2 separate regions of the Sus scrofa genome follow, and region 2 is linked to region 1. The links are chromatin contacts, called in public HiChIP or PLAC-seq maps. All regions are on one chromosome and are shown on one strand. Each heading gives the region's core, a stretch centred on a gene start, on an enhancer-like site or on the middle of the called end of the contact. The rest is flanking DNA. Distances are from core to core; before and after follow the strand shown.

Region 1 (7,608 bases), core at 1,720-4,219:
AATGACCCTACTGTACAGCACAGGGAACTGTGTCCAGTCTCTTGGGTTAGAACATGATAGAAGATGGTACTAAAAAAAAAGATTGTATGTGTACGTATGGCTAGGTCACTTTGCTGTACAGCAGAGATTGACAGAACATTGTAAATCAACTATATTTTAATAAAAAATTTAAAAAATAAAGGAGTTCTCATTTGAGGCTCAGCAGTAACAAACCTGACTAGTATTCATGGGGACATGGGTTTGATCCCCTGGCCCTGCTCAGTGGGTTAAGGATCCAGTGTTGCTATGAGCTGTAGTGTAGGTTGCAAACACAGCTTGGATCCCATATTGCTGTGGCTATGGTGTAGTCCAGCAGCTACAGCTCCGATTTGACCCCTAGTCTGGGAACTTCCATATGCCACAGCTGTGGCCCTAAAAAGAAAAACAAACAAACAAACAAACAAAAAACCCTCATGTAAAATAAATGATTGTGTTAAGCCCTACGTTTTGCAATAGTTAGCTAGTAATAGGTATTTAACACATGGGTCAAAAGATAAAATTTTCTCCCAAATGCTAGAAAAAATGTTTCCTTTTTTTTTTTTTGGTCTTTTCTAGGGCCCCACTCACAGCATATGGAGGTTCCCAGGCTAGGAGTCTAATTGGAGCTGTTGCTGCCGGCCTACACCACAGCAACGCAGGATCCAAGCCGAATCCTCGACCTATACCACAGCTCAGGGCAACACTGGATCCTTAACCCACTGAGCGAGGCCAGGGATCAAACCCGCAACCTCATGGTTCCTAGTCAGATTCATTAACCACTGAGCCACGACGGGAACTCCAAAATGTTTCTAACAGGATTCAGTTTATACAATTTGCAGTGCCTTAGAAAGTCTAGATGATTTTCAAGGTGTGAGCTTTAGAATGGTTTTTTTTCTCTGTAACTATTCCTGTCTCTTCAGTTAAGACAGAGCAATAGCCTCAGTCTCTTTGGGAGGGATTTCACTTTGCCTCTCTTCTGTTTTTGTTTTTGTTTGTTTCTGGCCACACCTATGGCATGCCGAAGTTCCCAGGCCAGGAATCAAACCAACGCCACAGCAGTGACTCAAGTCACAGCAGTGACAACAATGGATCTTTAACCCTCTGAGCCACCAGGGAATTCCAACTTTGGCTCTCTTCTGAGTAGGTTAGGGTTAGGACATCTTCCTCTGCTTTTTTAGTCTAATGTTTCTATTTTACTTCCTTCTTCCGTTTTCCCCCACTTTTTTTTCTTTTTTCTTTCTTTCTCTCTTTTTTTTTTTTTTTTTTGCCTTTGTCTTTTGTCTTTTTAGGGCCGCACCTGCGGCATATGGAGGTTCCCAGGCTAAGGGTCTAATCAGAGCTGTTATGCCAGCCTACGCCAGAGCCACAGCAATGCCAGATCCAAGCCACATCTGCGACCTATACCACAGCTCACAGCAATGATGGATCCTTAACCCACTGAGCAAGGCCAGGGATCGAACCCACAACCTCATGGTTCCTAGTTGGATTCGTTTCTGCTGCACCACAATGGGAACTCCCATTTCCCCCCACTTTTAGCCCTGCTCATCTTCAAGCAAAACCAACACCTATCATTCACTTATTTCAAATTTAAACACACGAGGCTCTGAATTCATGTGAAGAAAGGAACCAGAGAGGACTGAGTATGAGCGGACACCTGCACCTTACATTAAAGATGAGCACATGCTCAATTCATAGTTCCTTCCAAAAACCTATTATGTGTTAAACATATTGTCAGGTAGGACTGAGTACCCAGGATAGAAATTAATTCAGGTTGGATCCAGACGAATGGGAATCTACCAGTGTATGGAATCGAGGACTGTTTTCAGGCAAGACCTGACTCAAGGCTCAAACAATGTGAAGAAAAGACAAATTTCTCTGTTTCTTTTTTAGGGCTGTACCCCCGGCACATGGACGTTCCCAGGCTAGGGATCCAATGGGAGCTGCAGCTGCCAGCCTACGTCACAACTACGCTAGATCCTAGCTACATCTTCGACCTACACCATAGCTCGCAGCAACACCAGATCCTAAGCCAGGAATCGAACCCTCCTCATGGATATGAGTTGGGTTCGTTACCACTAAGTCACAACAGGAACTCCAGATTTCTGTTTCTTGCCTGACTCTTCTCTCCTCTGTGTGCTGGTTTTGTTCTCAGGCTCTGAGTCATTGGTTGAAGCAGTAGCTCCCACCTCTCGTGTTCAAGTTGAAAGAGAGGAAGAGAGAGATTATTCCAAGCACTGAGTACAAATCTTGGGATTCCACAGCTGAACAATCTGGGGTCTTGTGCCCATTTCTGAACCAGTCAGGGTGGTCTGGGGGATGAGGAGGTGCTGATTGGTTTAGGCTGGGCCAGCCAAGCTGCGACTGGGGTTAAGTCAGCACCACTGTGAGTATAGGGACTGAGCGTAGGGAAGGGAAGAGGGGCTACTTGCCAAAGATGTAGCAAAGCCACCTGTGCAGGAATTCTCTGAGAAATTGGTTCACAACTTCCTCTGGCTAAACACTCGCCCACCCCCACCCCTCTATTTCATCAATGCCCCCCTTTAAGAGTGTTATTTCTACACCCTCTGTCTGCAATCCTCAGCTTCTAGTGCTCTGGATGCAAGGATATTTTTTTCTTTTTTTAACTGCTTTTTCTTGTTTTTCTTTTTCTGTCTAAATTCTTGGTCACCTCTCCTTTGAGGAGCCACAAAATATGCTTCTCTGTTGGACGACACAGCCTCCAGGGGAAGGAAGGAGGCCCACTCCTGGGAAGATAGACAATTAGGACCTTCCTAGAGGTAGAGAAAAAGGGCCCGAGCCAGCTTTCCCAGTGTGAAGAGACAAGTATTTTCCCCAAGGAGGGAGTTGGATCAGACAGGTCAGGAAAGTTCCTTCCACTTACAGGATGCTCTGATTCACATCCTCTCTCTCAGACTGGCAGGGTTTAGTTTTGTTTTCTAGAAGGGCAGAGGGAGGAGGGGAGTCTCTCCTGGAAAGAGGAACCGGCGGGAGGGGCGCGGCCAGACCCACGGCACCCACGTCGCGGCTGCGTGCGTCCGGCTGCTGCTTGTCACGCACCGCTTGCATTTTGCACATTTTCATAAATCTGCAGAATTACTTCGAATCATCAGCTTGTTCTTGACAGCTTTATCCCCTTGGTTCTTGAAAGGGAAAGTAAATCAAAGCTTGCCTGATCAGAACCTGGCAGGAGGGTGAATAAAGACGTTCCTCCATGGCATGGGGACCCTCTCAAGGTCTACCCCAGATCCAGGTTGGCCTCCAGGACACAGGGCAAATTGCCTGAGTTACAAGATTGCCCTGCACCAGGGCGGAATATATGAGCAGCCCTCAAGCCTGTGTCACTGCAGAACGAAAGGCTATGAAAGGAGAGGAAAGAATGAATGGGAGATGTCCGGGGTGCAAAGTGGCCCGGAAGCCCTGACAAGCCAGCGAAAGGCTGGAATCCTTACAAGGGAAGTGAAGTAAGCTGTCCAGGAAAACATTCAGGGTGGGGAGGGCGGTGTATGTTCTGCAGGGGGTGGGGGCCCAAGCAGCATTTCAAGCTGAGATGCCCCAAGGCACCAGCAAATAGGGCTGAGCCCTCTACTTGGGTTCAGCTAAAGTGTGGTTTCACAAGTGCTGATGTTGCCTCTTTTTCGTCTTTTTAGGGCCACACCCTCAGGCATATGGAAGTTCCCAGGCTAGGAGTCAATAAGAACTGCAGCTATGCCACAGCCACTGCTGCCAGGGATACAAGCCACATCTGTGACCTACATCACAGCTTGCAGCAACTCCAGATCCTTAAGCCGCTGAGTTAGGCCAAGGATCAAACCCGTATCCTCATGTATACTAGTTGGGTTCTTAACCCTCTGAGCCACAACCAGAACTGATGTTGTCTCACTTTAAGTTTTACAATGATGCACTTGTAGTTCAGAACAAATGCAAGAGCCGCAAAAGTTATACAATGAATATGGTCTCAACAGCCAAGTTTGCCCAGCGCTTTTGCCAGCTCTTCCCCAGCCCCTCTGTCTCACAGACCTGAGCCTCTATGGAAGGATCCAGGATCTCTCAGGTCACATTCAAGCCCACATTTCATCCTTTATCCGAAACACAGCAAGTGGAGAAACAGGATGCATGAACATGCAACCTGAAAATGATGAATTTTACCTGAGTCCTGTGATCCTGGAAAAGGGTGGCAAGGATTAAGAAACCCCCTCATGTAAAGTTCCCCCTGTGGCACAGTGGATTAATGATCCGGATCTGGCACAATGGGTTTAGGATCCCGCCTGTGGTGTAGGTTAGAGCTCTGGCTGGATTCAGTCCCTGGCCCGGGATTTCCATATGCCTTGGGTGTGGGCAAGTGAGGAAAAAAAAATCCTCCCACATTAACATTAACACATTATTATATAGAAAATAGATAACCAACAAGTAACTACTACTCAATATTTTGTAATTAATCCATAAAGGAAAAGAACTTGAAAAAAAAAAAAGATATATGGAGTTCCAGCTATGGTGCAGTGGATTAAGAATCCGACTGCAGTGGCTCCCAGTGCAGCTGTAGTTTGGATTCAATCTCTGGCCTGGGAACTTCCATATACAGCGGGTGTGGCTATTAAAAAAGAAAAAAAATGTGTGTATATACAAATATATATTATATATATATGAATCATTTTGCTGTGCACCTGAAACTAACATAACATTGTAAATCAACTATACTTCTAATTAATTAATTAAAATTTTTAAAAATTAAAAAAAGAAATCCCCCAAGAGACTTTGCTTAATGCAAAGACCCGAGCATTCCCCTCTGACTTAGGTAAGACTCCCAGATGCCCCTTGTTTCCCTATTGACAAGGCCAGGCGCAGACCTTCAAAATTCCTTTTCTTTGCTTCATAAATGATTAGCTGAAATGCTTGTCCTCACTGATCCATGCAACAAATGCTGTTAACCAAGCTTTGATTAAGCTTCTCTCCTTCCTCCAGGCCCTTGAACTTTGGCCCACTCCCAGCTTCTGAGAATAGGCTGGCCTCAGGGTCAAACATTCTCTAATCTGCCTTCCGCTCAGGCCACTCTTTCATCCAGCATCCCAAGTCTGGCTCTTCCCAGCCTTGTTTACTCCTCTCTGGAACAGAGGAAAATCTTTTTGTCTAACTCTTAGATGATTGCAGACCTATGATCACAGATTTCTCTCATTGCAATTGTTCCCCCTGCCCTGCTCTACCCTTGCAATAATCCTTTTGAATACAAGTCTCTCTTTATGAAGTCTAGAATATATATATTTTGGACAAACCAGAAATGGAAGACAACCTATCAGCTTTCTTTATGAGCATCTTCTCATAGAAGTTTTTTATAGGAGTTCCCGTTGTGGCTCAGTGGTTAACGAATCCGACTAGGAACCATGAGGTTTCTGGTTCGATCCCTGGCCTTGCTAAGGGGTTAAGGATCTGGCGTTGCTGTGAGCTGTGGTGTAGGTTGCAGATGCAGCTCGGATCTGGCGTTGCTGTGGCTGTAGTGTAGGCCAGTGGCTACAGCTCTGATTAGACCCCTAGCTTGGGAACCTCCATATGCCGCGGGAGAGGCCCTAGAAGAGGCCAAAAAAAAAAAAAAAAAAAGTTTTTTATAAACTGAATATTGTTTGGACTTAACGTCGTGGAGCAGCAGAAATGAATCCGACTAGGAACCATGAGGTTGCAGGTTCGATTCCTGCCCTCTCTCAGTGGGTTAAGGATCTGGCGTTGCCCTGAGCTGTGGTGTAGGCTGCAGACGCGGCTCGTTTGACCCCAGCCTGGGAACTTCTATACGCCGCGGGTACAGCCCTAAAAAGCAAAAAAAAAAAAAAGATACTCGGTCAACAAGTTAGTCCCATTTTCTGACAGCACCCAATCCAGAACAATCTTCACTTTACCTTTCCCCAAATCATCTAACAGAAACCCAAATCTGGGAGTTCCCATTGTGGCACAGTGAAAAGGAATCTGACTAGGAACCATGAAGATGCAGGTTCAATCCCTGGCCTTGCTCAGTGGGTTAAGGATCCCGGCATTGCCGTGAAGTGTGGTGTAGGTTGTAGACACGGCTCGTTTGACCTCTAGCCTGCGAACCTCCATATGCCGCGGGGTGCAGCCCTAAAAAATACAAAAGAAAAAAGAAACCCAAATCCAGAGTCCCTTGGTGGCACGGCGGGACCAAGGATCCAGCTGCTGTCACTTCTGTGGTGCAAGGTGGATCCCCGGCCGGGAAACTTGTGCATGCCGAAGGGTGAGCCTGGCAGGCCGGTGGCTTTAATAACACACACCAGCCACCCATTAAGGGCCTGAATTTGATCCTTTCCTGTGCGCCATCTGGTGGTCATATCGTGTAAACGGCAGGAGCATCTACCTGAAGACGGGTTGATGGCCCTCTCCTATATCCTTCCCTCTGCTTAACTTCTCCCCCAGCTCTTTTCCCCATCTCCCAGTCTCCCCTTGGAAAAGGCTTTATTTCCTCTGGGATAGTGTGAATGGTTTACTAAACTGAAGAGGTCTCTCTACGTTAGGTTTTTGGTAGCTGGGGAACCTCAAGCCTCAGCCTTTATGATACTTGTGGTTTCTAAATATACCTGAAAAAGGACGAGCAGAGTCAGCAGAGGCCTCTGTGGGTAAAATTAGGCTCTCTCTATGAGAATAGGAACAACAGAGGCACCTCTACCCCATTTCCTCTTCCCGAAGTTTACACCCTTGAAATGAAGGCTAAAACTGTTCAGTATAATTTTTCTTCTTAGTAATATTCCCAAACATGAATCACAAAAGTCATCAACAACCCTTGATTAGGGCTGAACATTGACTCTACATTTAAAGGTTTCTGGAGTTCCTGCGGTGGCATAGCAGAAACGAATCCGACTAGGAATCATGAGGTTGCGGGTTTGATCCCTGGCCTTGCTCAGTGGGTTAAGGATCTGGCGTTGCTGTGAGCTGTGGTGTAGGTCGCAGACTCGGCTCAGATCTGGCATTACTGTGGCTCTGGTATAAACCGGCAGCAATAGCTCTGATTAGACCCTAACCTGGGAACCTCCATATGCTGTGGGTGCGGCCCTATTGAAAAAAAAAGACAAGAAAAAGTTTCTTTTTGTCATGACTTTTTTTTATTACCTACAATAAAATGTGTCCTATGTAACAACACATGGCTGTGACTCAAATGACAGCATCACATTTCTGGAACTTTTCTTGGTCACATGAATGCAAGTTTATTATGTGGAAACTCAAATAGACATGCTATGACTGCTGCAGACAGAAGGCAATGACCCCTCTGTAGGGCAAAGTGGTAATGAACTTGGATGGCATTGTTAAGTACTGACTTCTGTTATAATTATACCACAAGAGAATTCTAAGATGATGTGGTTGGAGCACATTACTTGGTTTTCCATGACACTGCTCTAGTTATTTCCTCAAGCAGTCCTCTCCTATGGTAAAATCAATATGACATATTTTTTTTCTAGACAGTTTCAGGTTATTTTAGAAAACACAAAACCTGTATTATGTAAAGAAATGACAGATATTTTTAGTATGATATGATGTTTTCTAACAGGACTGACTGTTCATATCTATATGTCACTTTTAAAGTTCCACAAATAGAAGTTG
Region 2 (7,608 bases), core at 3,573-6,072, 320 kb before region 1:
AAGAAAATATTTTATCAGCAAAGAATTAACTAAAAACACAAGTTTTCCTTTTAAACAGGGGCTATTGTTCATCAAGTGTTCTTCTTTGATGTTTTTGTTGGTGAGGGAGGCAGGCAAAAGGGAGATGGGGTGGGGCAGAAGTCCACTGATGCATTTCAATAATTAAGTCTAAACTAACAGTTATTTTAAGAATTGCTAAAACAAGAAAATAAAATATTCTTAGTTGACTGAGTTAATTGTTTGCACTAAATTAGTTTTTCGAAAGGAAATAATGAGGAAGGTGTTCTATATATGTAAAGGTGTAGGCCTGTGAAACGAGGTAGATTTTTTTTTTTTTCGGTCTAACAACAAATCCACATGAAAAGTGCCTTCTAAAGAAAATGGTCATCTGTTGCACTGGAAAAAAACAATGTCAAATGACACAGGTTTACAGAAACTTTAAAAGAAGAAGTGCTAAGAAAGTAGAAGTTATTGCTTTAATTTGTATATTCCTGTTTCGAGGCCAAAATGGAACAGAACTCTTTCTATTCCTTACACCAACCTGTGGGCTTTCCAAACCCCCCCAATCACCATCAAGGTCAAAAGTCCACAGTTCCCCTTGCAGCTTCATCAACAGCTCTAGGAAACTTCAGCCTCCCTTCTCAGCAAGGACAAAGCAAGCACAGCGAGAAAGGCCAGTTCATTCCATTAATACACAGACCAAATCCTATTACAACAGACAGATTCCTATTTCTACTCTCACAATCCCCTTCTCTCCCAGAAATAAACATGCCATCAAAACTATACAAAATTCAGATCATCTTCAATATGTAAACTACCATCACTGAGGCTGGATTTGACCATGAAGCCATAGTGTGCCCGATATCATGCTGGCAAACTGGTTAAGGAATACTAGAGCTACAGCTAAATACTGGGGGGAATGGAGGGGGGGGTTCCTTCTCACCAGCAGCTGTTGTGAATCAGTGTTTATCTTCAATATGATCTTTATTGGTGGGGAGGATTTCCATAAAACTTAACCAAGAGTACCAGTGAAACTATCCGTTCTTCAGCTTGAGGAATGTTCTTCTTAGACATCAGGGAAAATACAATAGCCTGATATCTCTGATTGATAATCTTTTATGCAGTTCTGTGATCTTGTTTTTCCTGACAAAATTATTCTGGCCTAGCATCTGAAAGAAGCCTAAATCCTAGAGTTTACCCTCTTCCAGGAAGTGCTAAATACAGGAAGGGGGCAGACACTTGTCCTAGGGAAACATACAAAGAGCACATGAGCCTTCTAATGGCCGGTTACCTAATAAACCTATTAAACCTTTTCTGAGCTTATTCTTGTACTTGAGAGGCACCTGGGAATCTGCAGCAAATACACAGGGGTTTCATTTTGGGCTTTGTTTACAGCAACCCAGTTAATCAGAGGTTAGTGTTTAACCATTCTGAGCTTTGGGGAAGACAGAGATTAAATGAAAATATTGTCACAAAGTCTAGAGACCCTAATGTTTAAAAAAAAAATAAAATAAAAAAAAATAAAACTTACCTGATCTCTGGGAAAAAACTAAGGAGACGAAATGGCTCTGAGACCTAGTTACACATATGAAAAGGTAGTGGGTAAGCAAGGCACGATTTGATTTTAAACTTGAGATTCCTATTATTTCAACAAACCAAGGTGGTTCTTTAGAATACATCTTTCCTATAAAAATACCGAATAACTAAGGTATACATCTGAAACTAACATAATATTGTGAATTAACTTTTTTTTTTTTTGCTTTTTAGGGCCCCACTTGCAGCATTTGGAAGTTCCCAGGCCATGTGTAGAATCTGAGTTGCAGCTGCCAGTTTATACCACAATCACAGCAATGCTGGATCTGAACCTCGTCTGAGACCTACACCATAGCTCACTGCAACGCCAGATCCTTAACCCACTGAGCAAGGCCAGGGATCAAACCCACATCCTCATAGTTACTGGTCGGGTTTGTTACCACTGAGCCACAACAGGAACTCCAACTAACTTCAATTTTTAAAAAAGAGTACTTCTCAGAAGTCTCTTATGGTGCAGCAGGTTAAAGACCTAGCGATGTCACTGCAGTGACTTTGGTCACTGTTGTGGTCACTGGCTCGATCTCCGGCCTAGGAACTTCTACATGCCTCAAGCGTGGCAAAAAAAAAAGTAAAAAAAGAAAAAACTTCTTTTCTAATCCCACATTTGTGCAACATTAAATGGTTCCTCTTGAACAATCTATTGTATTCAAATTATTTGTGATTTTGTATCTATTCTTAGATGTTACATCACTCACCACTGTTTTAATAGAAATAAACTAATACTATCTGCTTCCTCACTGATGAAAAGTTACAGATGAGAAGAGAACTCCCCCCACACAACTTCACTCTAAGGGTGCATGTGTATTTGCAGAAAACAGAAGAAAATTTAGCTTTGAGATAAAGGCAAAATTCAGAGTCTCAAAATGCTGATAAAAACCATCATTTGAAAAAAAACACATCATTTGTCTTCTAAAATTAGACAGTGGTGATGGTTGCAAAAGTGTAAATACACTAAAAGCCACCAAACTGTATACTTTTAAAGTGAATTTTATGGTACACGAATTATATCCCAACAAGCTTGCTTTTAAAAATAAAAATAGATAGGGTTGGGAATTCTCTTGTCTTTATTCATCTCAGTAACCTCAATACCTAGAATAGTGCCAATCATCTTGTATGTAGTCAATAAATGTGCTGATTAAACTTTTTAAAAAAGCTGTCATTTCTACAGCACTTCACGTCTTATAAAGCATTTTCATTGACATTATTTGTCTACTGTCAGCCAAATAGCCACATATTTTTTGAATACTGTAACAGTTAAAGACAAATCAACCATGCTGAAATTGCTGTCTGTCCAATTTAATCCAATCTCCCAAAATTAAAAAGATTAAAGTTAATAGCTAAGTCAGCAAAAGCCTAAGAGAAATAACTATAATTATATGAGCAAATACTATGCAGACAACAAAACGTGAATTTTTAAAATGCAACAATCAATCCTAAACATTTGTTTTGATTGATTTATTGTGATTTCTTCTAGTTTAAACCTGTACATTTCATATAAATTCAATGATCAACTTAATAAAAGGATGGGGAATGCAATCAGTGTTGAAACAAGGAAAGGGTGAAATAATCACTGTATATCAGAGATACAGAAGGGCCAATTCTAATCGAATCTAATGAGATTGTGAAGCCAAAGAGGAGGGATGATGTCTTATTACACTTAATTCAACACAAGTAAGGTAAATTTACGAGTGTAGTATAATATAAATAGGAAAGAAATCTTCACAGCAAGTCAATAGTGAAAGGATGTTATTTAAGAAAATTTTTCTGATAAATAATTCTAAGCTTAAAGATGATTTCTTATAATTTTTAATAATAACATAATATTTGACTTTAAGCTCCAAATAAGAAATGGTATGAAGAATAATAAAATGAAATTTGAGTTTTCAATACCATTTTTAATATGGAATTAGAATACAGGGAGTAAAAAACTTAATTCTTTAGAGTATTTTCTTGTCTTTCAAATCTTAAAAGGATGGGGTTTTATTTATTTATTTACTTATTTATTTTTGTTTTTGCTTTTTAGGGTTGAATTTGGGGTATATGGAAGTTCCCAGGCTAGGGATCAAATCAGAGCTGCAGCTGCCAAGCTGCCAGCCAACACCACAGCAATGCCAGATCTGAGCCACATCTGTAATCTACACCACAGCTCATGGCAACACCTGGTCCTTAACCCACTGGGCGAGGCCAGGATTGAACCCACGTCCTCATGGATACCAGCACAGTTCGTTACTGCTGAGCCACAATGGGATTTTAACATTTAGGAAAATGGAGGGAGTTCTTATGGTAAATATAATATCTATTAGGCTCACCTTAGTTGGTAATCTTCAAAGGAAACCAGTAGTTCCTCCAATATAATAACCTCTCCATTCCACTTTATAGATTACTTCTAGTTAGTAAAAGTAACATTTTTCTTATATTCGAAACTACCCTCCAAAACTCAAAATGCCACTGGATGGACTAGATAAAGAAAAACAGAGAGAAGTTAACTATGTCAAAGGTGATAATCAGCTTCATAGTTAATTTCACAACTTGTCCATGCCATCTTGCAAAGTAAAATTCGGATGCACAAATTAGGCGTGTAATCTCGGAGATTAAAGCATTCTTAAAGTGTTCTTAGTTTTCAAAAGACCAAAGCCCTATAGATTCTAATCATAGACCAAAACGCTACAGCTTCTTTTTAAAAACCAAATGACCTAGACTTAGGGGGAAAAAAAAAAAAAAAAGATATAAGACGTTGGAAGCAACCTCAATGTCCATGGAGTCAGACTGGTTAAATTATGATGTCTTTCAGCCCTTTAAAAAGACTGCAGGAGATCTATGACATGTGCCAGCAGGGAACTATCCAAGATTTCTTGTTCTGTGAGATAAGCATGTTGAATAATAGTTATACAATATAATCCCACAGTATGTTTTTAAAATGAGACCTTACATACACAAACTGGCTTTTTAAAATAGACTTTGAAAAACTAGTAAGTAGCAGCTGTGCTTCTGAGGAGTGCAAGAATGAAGGAAGCTTACTTTCACTTCATTTCCTTCTATACTGCTGTTTTTTTTTTAATCAAGAGCACAACACCCCAAAACTTTAGTTATCATCACATACCTTGACTTAACTAAAGAGAAATCTGAAAAAGACCAGAGAGCTTAAACAGACTTCCTCAAAGACATACAGATGAGGAGATACACATGAGGAAATAGATTCCACAGAAGAGAATACAGAACAGACTAGTAAGATTAGAAGAGACATAGAGCAGAATGGGAAGGAAACTGCAGAAAAGAAATAAGCAAAACATTTGCAGAGTGGGAAGGAAGCAATGATGAACAAAGACAAAAGGAACCAAGCAACCAAAGACAACTCTGAAGTGAAGGAGCCTGTACTCTTTAGAACTGAATTTTAAATGGCAGGATGATGGGAAAGGAAAGGAAGTATGAAAAAGACACTCGTCATCAAAAGCACTGAGCAACCTTGAGTGCCTGTAGTTGGTAATGCCACCCTCAACACCATTTTAGTCAATGGTATGCTATCTTTAATCACATATAAGAACAGGATCCAAGAAACACTAACAGTGTAACTGGAGCAACACTCTTCACAAAGGGTCAAAGAGAATTGAGTGTGTTGTGTTCTCCTGCTGCTAGGCCACTTGGTTGCAGCATTCCCCTACAAAGAGACATGTTTCAGCAGCAATTAGGGAAAACCATGGAGCAATTAAACACTATTATTTCCTCTTGCCTGCTTCTAGTAGAAACCAGCCCACATCCCAACACCAAAGGTTCTGAATTTACCTTATTTCTTCACTTTGTGAAGTGAAATTTTAAAATTTAAACTTGCCTGGAGGAAAACTGAGAAAGAGGTGGTAGACCCCACGTGTTTGTCAATAGCTTCTCCAACCATGTACTCAGTCTCTGAGGAATTACATGATAAAGCATTTATAACTGTGCAGCCTATGGAATCTACGTTAGTAAAAGAGCCTACAACTCTTCCTATAGGAAAGGAGTCTAACACAGAAATAAGTCTTCAGCTGAAATAGCACGGGTTAAAAATAAAAATCACAAACCCTGTCTCTGAGATTCAGCTAGTGTAAAAAAAATACTAGGTCCTCTCAATTGATAGTGTAAAAAATTACTGGGTATCCCAATCCTAGATTAAGAGCCATTCCAGAGGATGAGAAAGTTAAAGGTTGGGGAGGTAGGATTTATTTGCTTTTAAGGGATGATAATCAATTAAGAAATGTAACTATTGCGAGTGTTGTGGTAGAAAAGGCACTAGAATGATTCGAGTTGGAGTCTATTTCTGCTTTTGTCTTTAAAACTGAATAGGAAGTCACTTCTAATTTTATTTGTCCCTCTGTAATATTAGGGTGAAATCTCACTTCTACTTTCCAGGGATGCTGTGAAGCAAGAATGTGAAAAATGTCTGGGTAAATATACTCCATTTATTTTCTTGAATTTATTACTTACATCTTGTAGAAATATAAACTCTTGGAGTTCCTGTCGTGGCTCAGTGGTTAACGAATCCGACTAGGAACCATGAGGTTGCGGGTTCGGTCCCTGTGCTTGCTCAATGGGTTAACGATCTGGCGTTGCCCTGAGCTGTGGTGTAGGTTGCAGACGCGGCTCGGATCCCACGTTGCTGTGGCTCTGGCATAGGCTGGCAGCTACAGCTCTGATTAGACCCCTAGCCCGGGAACCTCCATATGCCGCGGGAGCGGCCCAAGAAATGGCAAAAAGACAAAAAAAAAAAGAAATATAAACTCTTATCTGTCCCAAGACACACTCAACAAATTAAAATGAGGGTAGAATCCTGATTTCTGAAGGTTTTCTTTTAAGAACAGGTCTTTGGGAAAAGAGGAACTTAGGATTTTCAAGGAGACTTTAAATTCATGAAACGAGATCATATTCCTTTCTGTGAAGCTGTTTCCCCATTTTCAAGCCTGACAAAAAATGTTAAGAAAGCACACATCTGGTTTAACCCAAACCTTAGGAAAGTTTTTTAAGCTCTCTGAAGCACCTAATACAAGGACTAGCAGCCCTAACCTTAAAATGCCCTAAATTAATTACACAATCTTCTCTTCCAAATACTCTTCCTCTGTTCACCTATCTTAGTTTCTATCCCTATGGTCACGCAAAAAAATCTGAAAGCCAACTGGGCTGTCCCTTATCCTCTGCATGGCCCCCACCATGTCCACAATGAAGTCCTTAGAGAATCTGCATCTTCCTTCACTTCTCTGGTTCATGTCCCTTCCATCCCCAATGCTTTTGTTTGTCCTTAATTATGATGTTTGAACTCCTGTCAGAGTGTCATAACCAACTCCCGGGCTCTTCGAACAGGTGGTATCTTCCTGAAGTTCAATTATCAATATCCCTTCCAAGGGCCCAACACTGGCTTCAAGATAATATCCAAACTCCCTGGCAATAAATCCAGCACTTCTCAGGATCTGGTCCTGCCTACTAGCTCCTCCCAATTTAGAATTCTGATATTCCAGGAGTGTCAAACCAACCTTAATAACCAGCCACATCTCTATTTAGGCTACTATTTCTGTCTGAGACCCTTCCCCCGCCCCATGCTTAACCCGGGAAATTTTTTAAGAATTATATCTTTTTACAAAACTTTTCCATCTCTCTATCAGAACACCTAAAATACACACAGGATTTCACATATTTGTTTAATGTATTACCTCCTCTACACAATGATAAACTGCTGCAGGGCAGGAACAAGTCTTCTATTACAACCAGGTGCTGACTGTACATAGTACACAGGACCAGGTGGAACTTGCTAAAGAGTGGGGTAGCCAAAATATAGCTGAACAGTATATTTAAGAGGATGGAGCAGAAATAGTGTCCATAATAAAGATATGCATTAAACTTGGTGTTTTGTATGGGGTCAGTTTTTTCTTTAACATTGAAGTCTACAGACTTTTGTAGGAAAAAACTAAGCTTTAAAGATTTCTAGGAAATGGGAGTTCCCACTGTGGCACGGTGGGTTAAGAACCCAACTGCAGTGGCTTGGTTCTCAGGTTC

Evidence for each region. HiChIP or PLAC-seq counts read pairs in DNA pulled down with a chosen protein or histone mark.
Region 2: a contact with region 1 is called in an H3K27ac HiChIP or PLAC-seq map of alveolar macrophages. The contact joins two enhancer-like sites. A contact is called at or near these places in 1 of 47 Hi-C or Micro-C datasets (heart right ventricle) and 1 of 2 datasets of contacts at active chromatin or transcription factors (alveolar macrophages).

What each region holds. Positions count from the first base shown.
Region 1 is chr5:42,616,537-42,624,144 of Sscrofa11.1, reverse strand. No RefSeq gene overlaps it. Among named protein-coding and RNA genes, the nearest start is that of DENND5B, 22 kb to the left of the region's middle. Within about 2 kb of position 2,969, at least 19 of the 83 cell types and tissues checked have an H3K27ac peak or open chromatin away from gene starts, as enhancers often do. A contact at or near this core is called in alveolar macrophages, where this site is marked.
Region 2 is chr5:42,936,350-42,943,957 of Sscrofa11.1, reverse strand. All of the region lies in intron 1 of FAM60A (protein FAM60A), which reads right to left. Among named protein-coding and RNA genes, the nearest start is that of FAM60A, 9.7 kb to the right of the region's middle. Within about 2 kb of position 4,822, at least 9 of the 83 cell types and tissues checked have an H3K27ac peak or open chromatin away from gene starts, as enhancers often do. A contact at or near this core is called in alveolar macrophages, where this site is marked.